Regions from separate parts of the Oryctolagus cuniculus genome. Here region 1 is linked to region 2. The links are chromatin contacts, called in public Micro-C maps. All regions are on one chromosome and are shown on one strand. Each heading gives the region's core, a stretch centred on a gene start, on an enhancer-like site or on the middle of the called end of the contact. The rest is flanking DNA. Distances are from core to core; before and after follow the strand shown.

The links. Hi-C and Micro-C count contacts between places; a contact is called where the count stands out from the background.
Region 1: a contact with region 2 is called in a Micro-C map of ear pinna, with 4 times the contacts expected there. The contact joins the promoter of WDFY3 here to the promoter of CDS1 in region 2. A contact is called at or near these places in 2 of 6 Hi-C or Micro-C datasets (ear pinna and an unstated tissue).

What each region holds. Positions count from the first base shown.
Region 1 is chr8:80,213,587-80,217,061 of mOryCun1.1, reverse strand. WDFY3 (WD repeat and FYVE domain containing 3) reads left to right here and starts at 1,813. Exons shown (of 68, transcript XM_070047898.1): 1 at 1,813-1,940.
Region 2 is chr8:79,804,137-79,807,614 of mOryCun1.1, reverse strand. It overlaps CDS1 (CDP-diacylglycerol synthase 1), which reads right to left and starts at 1,428. Exons shown (of 13, transcript XM_002717047.5): 1 at 909-1,428. The coding sequence starts at 1,028.

The DNA.
Region 1 (3,475 bases), core at 564-3,063, 410 kb before region 2:
AGGATACGATATTTTTATTAAAATATATTCTTAGGTTCGTTTTGGCTTATTTTTTTCTCAAGGAACCTTAAAACAGATTTTTGTCATGTCAGAATCTTAGATTTGTACATAAGTTACACATGTTGAGCTAGAATCTACGAGTGTATTTTGAAATGTTCGTGTGTTGGGCCTGTTGAAGGGATAACTTTTTTTAAAAAAACTTTTATTTAATGAATATAAATTTCCAAAGTACAGCTTATGGATTACAATGGCTTCCCCCCTGAAGGGATAACCTTTGCATACAACAGGTGCTGTTGTTCTGGAAGGGCAAGGTGAACCTTGAGCCAGTGCCCCACAGAGGCAGACACTGGGACCCCCAGAGTGCTCACGAATCATGTCAGCTGCCTTGGTCGGTGGTGCTGAACCTTGTGGTAGGCTGCAGGTAAATCATTACACACGGGTCTGACCCCACAGGCAAACTGGCTTCAAAAAGAAGCCAACAGCAAGTCCAGCTCGCTTCATGTTTGTTAGCGGAAATCCTGAAACTTGTGTAGACTGCAGTGTTAGGAAAAACAAGTTTGTCGTTAAAGCCAGGGTATTTCCACTTCCCCACTCCAAGCCTCAGGGAGCACATTGGTAACTGCTGACTCGGTTTGTCCCCATTGCAAGGACTGAAGCGTGACCCAAATTGTCTCCTGGGCTGAGCAGGAACAAACAACAGAGGGACAAACCGATGATCCCCTAGCAGTTCCAGGTTTACCTAAGACTTCTGATCTGGTCTAAACACTGTTAGGATTGCAAAGGTCTAAATAATGCCCTTTCCAGGAGGGCAAAGGGAAACCTAACATTTGAGGCCACTGACTCAAGGTCAAGGACGGAGGGCAGTGTTGGAGAGTGGGCTCTCCGGCTCCTGGGGCCAACAATGGACGGCGGCCACCGCGGAGACCCCGACGGAGTTCAAAGCTGCGTGGTACAGCACTTGGCGCGGGCAGCCCTTGGCACTCCAGCGGGAGTAACAGGAACGCGCGGTCTTGCGTTTTTCCACCTCCGTCTGACAGCATCCAGCAAATGGGTGCAGGGTGAGGGAGGGCTGGAGGAACCCGGGTTGTCCTTTAACAGCTGAGTCTCTGGAGACCCTGAGGCTGAGGAGGGTGAGAAACAGCGGGAGAGGGGGCAGCGGGGTGCGGGAGGGAAAGTGGCGAAGCGGCGGGAGTGTGTGCTTCGGGAAGGCGGGGGAGAGGGGCCTGAGAGCCAGCGGGGGCCCCACTCCAGCGGGGAGAATCCGGTGCCCGCCGCCTGCAGAAGGGAACGGAGGCGGCGCCGAGCGTGAGGGGAAAGCGGGAGGCGAGGAGCGGGAAGGAAGTAAGGAAAGAGGAAGGAAAGACAGGAGGGGGAAGAGGCAGCGAGGCTGCAATTTCTGCGGCCGGCGCGGTAGGAGGAGCAGGAGAGGAAAGAGGAGGATCCAGTCAGTCAGTCAGCCAGCCAGCGGGAGGTGGAGAAAGCAGGAGGAGGAGGAGGAGGAGGATTAAAGATGGCCACCAACAGCTGCGGGAGACGGCAACAACCCCTCACTTTCCGGGATGGTCCCTGCGGGTCGGCCCGGCCTTGATGGAGAGGAGGAGCCCGAGGAGCGCGGAGGCTGAGGCGGCGGCGGGGACCCAGCGAGGAGGACGCGGCCGAGCAGCGACCGGGGCTGGAGAAGGGAGAGGCGGCGGCGACGCTGCCCCGGCCGCCTAGCGCCGCTGCCCGCCCCAGTGGACCGCTTCTCGCACCTCGCGGCCGCGGAACCGAGCTCGGCCCCGCGGCCCCGTCCCCAGCAGCGGGGGCTCCCGGGCCCCGCCGCGGACGCCGCGCCCGCCGCCCCTTCCTCGTCGTCAGCGCGCTGCGGGCGCGGAGCCCCGGCCCCGCCGCGGTCCTCGCTGCGGGGCCAGGCCCGCCCGCGCCCTCCCGCCGCCCCTCCGGTGAGTGCCCCCTCCCCCCCGCTCCCTGGAGAGGCGGCGCTGCCCAGGCCCCGCGCGCTGGGGCCGCTTTGTTCGTGCGGGGCGGAGGCGCTGCCCACTCGCGGCCCTCCCTGCCTCTGCTGCCCCTGGAGACAGGCCGCGGCCCAGCTGCTGTCCTCCCCGGGGGCCGGCGGCCTGGCCCGCGTCCTCTGCTGCGGCCTGGAGAGGGCGCCGTCGCGGTGGGGTCGGGGTCACGGGCGGCGGGCGGCTGGGAGCGGAGCCGGGGTGTTTCGGGGGATCGGGGAGAAGACGGCTGGAGGTAGCTTCCAGTTAGCAGTGGGGGCGTAACCTGGCGACCCTGGGCGCCCAGGCGTGGGGGTCGGGCCCGGCCCCTCGGCGGCATCCCGCGGGGGTCTCTGTTCCCGCAGCCCCCTGCGCCCGGGTGCAGCCATGGGAGGCCTCCATCCCTCGGGCGCTGTCTCCAGGGCTGCGGGCCTCTCCTGGCTCTCCGCTACTACGCCCAGTGCCGGAAGCCTTCTCGTTGGCCAGGGACCAGCGATGCTCGTGTTCCCTGGACAGGGGATGTGATGGCATCGCAGACATTCACGGTTACAGCAGGGTTTCAAAAGCAAATGTGACCTTTTGACCAAAAGCCATCTGGCAGATGTTTGAGCCTGAGGTGCAGCGTTTCTTTGATTAATTTTGGGGTCTACGATACTGGGTCTTCCTTTCAAAGGAATTATTGGATAAAAGCAGCTAGAAAGGATGTTTACCATATATGTGAACCCTTGCTTGGACTTCGAGTACCCTAAAAATGGTTAAGTATTTTCTGTGGGGAAATGGTGCTGATGCATACGACAAACTATTTTTAAGTAATGGGCATGAGTTGGTTAGTGCCAACTGGTTATTATGTAGTCTGAAGACCAAACAATTAAAAAAAGAAAAACAGGTTTGGAACAATTCATTTCTACCATCAAGTATCATAGCAAGTAAGTATAGCAGAAAACAGAACCAAGAATATGCTGAATTATAAAAAACACACACCCAAGCCCAAAGAGAATGTGGTGTTGTTACACAGATCTAGTAAAAAATAAATTCCACTTTAAAAAGAAAATTGAAACGTTGTTTTAGGGCTCTATGTTTAGGAATTAGCTTTGTGTGATTTTTTGCATTTAAAAATAAATATTGCATTAGATTGAGAACTCTTCCTATGATATTTGAGCACTCGTGGAATGTGTTACACTTTGAGCCATTCTGTCTCAAGCTGCTGGAAATACGGTTTTCTAATGAATTTCTTTTCCTGAGTTGAAATTGACTCCTGTGAGAAATAGGCTTCTAACTTAATTTCTTCAGAAAGGAGATGTGAATTAGAAATGATAGTAAAATCTGTAAAAAACTAGTAAAAGTATACTATTCTGACATTTGTTGGATTTTCTACTTTGAAGATTCTTAAATTCTGCTGCTCACCTTTACAGTTTGAAGAGTTTACCTTAGGCATTGTTAATTTCATGTGCTTCAGAGGGTCCTTGAATCCCTACAAATCATATGCTGAATGT
Region 2 (3,478 bases), core at 179-2,678:
AATGGCAATTCAGCTCCTCGGTTCCATAAAAACAATACTTCTAGGAATACTTCGTGCCTTCAACTCATCAAGTAAAATGAAAATTTATAAACAGAAGGTTTTATAAAACAATCTATTCTTTGGCCCAATCTCCTAAACCAGTCAGATCCCTAAGGTCATAACAGTGCATTTCTCCAAAAGTTCTTACTGGTTCCACTGCCTAATGCAAACACAGCCGAATGGACTTTTGCTAGCTTTAAACAGAATAGTCGTGGTGCATTCAGGTATTGTTAACTGTGCAGCAAGGTTCATCTCTGGAAAAGGGAGTAAAAACTCCCCATCAATTAACTTGTCGGAAGACTGAAGAACCGCACCGTCTGCCACGGACTCCAAAGAGGCTGGAAGGTCACAACTGTGTCACGTGTGCGACAGTCTCAAATCTGCAGAATCCATCACACTGGGAGAGGAGTGTGGACTCGGGGTGGCACGCGGGGCGTCAGGATCCAGTGACGGTCGGCACCGAAGGCGCACGTCTCGAGTTTAGTCCCAACTTTGCTCCCTCTACCGAGAAGCCGAGAGCGGCTGCAGCCTCCAGAAAACTGCAGCTCCAAGCGGGGCGGCTTCCATGCGATCCCCGCACCCCGAGAGGGACGCCGGATCGGGAATTAAGCAAATGCAACCCAAGGGCATCACTCAGCTCTCCCGCGCCGCAGTGCTCGCCGTCATCCCGGGGAAAGGCACCGTCGCTGGGGTCTGACTCCCCGAGCCCACTCCGGGGAGGAGAAAGGAGAGCCAGGCCGGAGTAAGGTGCAGCGGACAGCCCGCGCCTCCTACCTGACATCCTGCGCGCCCCACCCCGCTCCCAGGTGTCCCGAACCCAGGCAGAACCCTGCGGGGCTTGAGGGCGCGCCTCCTGCAGCTCCACTTACTTTGTCGCTGGTGCTCTCGGTTTCGTGGTCGCCGCCGGCCGCCTCTCCCTCGCGGGGTGGCGGCGCCACCGCTCCCCCGGGGCCGGGGCAGCCTCCGCGGTGCCTCAGCTCCAACATCATCCGCTCCAGCGCAGCCGCGGCGGCCTCCTCCAACGCCCCGAAACCCGAGCCGCACGCGGGGTCCCGCAGGCGGCCGCGCACTGGACGCTCAGCGAAGCCACTAACACCCCTCCAGCATGGAGCCGCCGCCGCCGCCGCCGCGCCGGGTCACCCCCAAAACGGCAACAACGAGCGAGCGCTCGAGGCCGCCTCCAGCGAGCGCGGCGCCGGCGGAGGGGCCGCGTCGGGGTGCGGGGCAGGCTCGGGGCGCCTGGCCCGAGCCGAGTAGGCGGGGACGCGGCGGAGCGCGGCCGCCGGTTGCCAGGTGCGCGCCTGCACACACAGGCCCCAGGTAGGAGGAGCGCAGGGGCGGGGAGCGAGGGAGGGAGCCTGACCCGCTCTGGCGCCCGGCCACACCCCGCCCCGCCTCCCGGAGCCGGACCCACGAGTCGGCAGGTCCCCGCCGCTTCCACCTGGGTCCCGGTGCCGGCCTCCCGCAGCCGGGTCACGCGCCTCACGCCCCGCCCCGCCCCTCTGCGCTGCACTGCGGCGTCCTCGGCCCCGCCTCCCACGCGACGTCACGAGCCGGCCCCGCCCGCACCAGGTGGGCGCTTTGCGGGAAGGTGGCCGGGATGGGAGGGGACGGGAAGAGCGCGCAGGTGCAAGAGGGCCGGCGCGGGCCGGGCGCGTGGACGCGAGGCGTGAGAACCTGGAGGGGAGCCGCTCGCAGACGCTGGGCCGCGCTGACGGCGTCCCGCTGCGAGCCCAGGGGGGCCGCGGTGGCGTCTGGAAGCGGAAACCTGTCAGGCAGGACTGACCCGTCAGCTCCGCGGCATTCCAGGCCGCTGTCATCACCCCGAGGACGGGACGTGGGTTTGCCTCCCTTGGGCGTCCGGGTACGCAAGGGACGGTCTGGCCAGCACGCAGACCAGAGCTCGGTCTTGGAGGAGCTGGGTGTTGAGCCTCGCCAGGTTTACTGCCTCGGGTCCATAGAGAACCCGTGCTTGCCGACGACGATCCGGGCTGAGCAGTCAGGGACCTCGGGCTGCTCACGCTGGAATAGGAAGGTCACAAGATCCGTGTTAATTCCAGCCCCAATCCTGTTAGATTAGCTTTCTTGACAGGGCTGCCACCTGGTCCTTACTGACAGGCTGACAGGCGGGGAGGGAGGGAAGGAGAGAGAGAGACGGAGACGGCCTTCGTGCAAACACGGTAATATTCAAGAGAGCGCCCTTATGCAAATAAATCAACTGTAAATTTCTCAAGGTCATGACTGACAGTATCACATAAGGAACGTGTTGCTCTGAAAATTTAATAGCAAATGAGACCACCTGAAGTAGGATGCATGGACAGCAGGACATCATTCTGCCTCACCAGACATCACCTTTAAAGCTGTGGGTTCAATTTAGGCTGCCATATTTTCAAAAGAAGGTAGAGAAACCGTAAGTTGTTCCTTACGGGGAGAGTAATAACAGTGGCAGGAAAGGAAAGTCTTTTGACTGACAGACATTCACGTGAAGACAGTAGGTGACTGAGTTAACCAGTTGTCCTCCATTTCCTTGAAGGACTGGCTGCCCGGTGGCCAAGAAGAAAATCAAAATACAAAACTTGAAGGCAGTAGTTGAGGTTTCCGTCTCTGGCTACCCCACTCCACCAGCAAAATGGATTAAAAGTGCCCCTTTCCAACCCTCCCAGGAGCCAAGAAGCCTGGATTTTAGAGCCACCAACACCGGTAACTGGTTGTGTGTCCTGTAAGCCATTAGGCCTCGGTGTATGAAGTGGATAGCGAGGAGGACAGCCTCTGAGGTCCACTGCAGCACTCACTTGATGGGAATCCAGCTTCCCTTTCCCCAGTGCCTCAACAGGGACCTGGCCTCGCCAGGCACCTCAACACCTTCTTCTGGCCCATCAACCTCATAGCTGTTTTGACATTCTTCTCCTTTTACTGCCGGAGAAAAACGGATAGCAGAGTGGCAGGAGGGAACAAGAGAGGACTGTATGGGTGACAGAGCCGTCGTATGCCCTAGCCCAGGAAATGTGGAACCAGTGTGAAAACTGCCTTGACTCAGCAACTTTCCAAGTTCCCTTTCCTTCTCTGAGCTCCACACTCCTGTATTTCAGCCCAGATGGTCATTTCCTTCAGTTTTCCTCATGGTTAATTGCCACCAGTTGAGTGGTTAGACTGAGCCCAGGCAGCATGAACCACACTTTCTTCATTTTTACAGGTCTAACTCTTGCCACAGTGCCTCAATGATGCTTGCTGTCGACATGAATGAAACAATGAATGGATGCAGAAGTATTGTACAGCAAATGAAATACCTAACAGTTTCAAAAAGTTTCTGGAAAATGTATTTTTTCAAGTAGCCTCACATACAGTATGTATGATTATTTAAAAAAGAAGTCGTTATTGGACTTAGGTACTCAATCACTTTGTGCGAAAAAGAGATTGAACCAGCATTGTGGCACAGCAG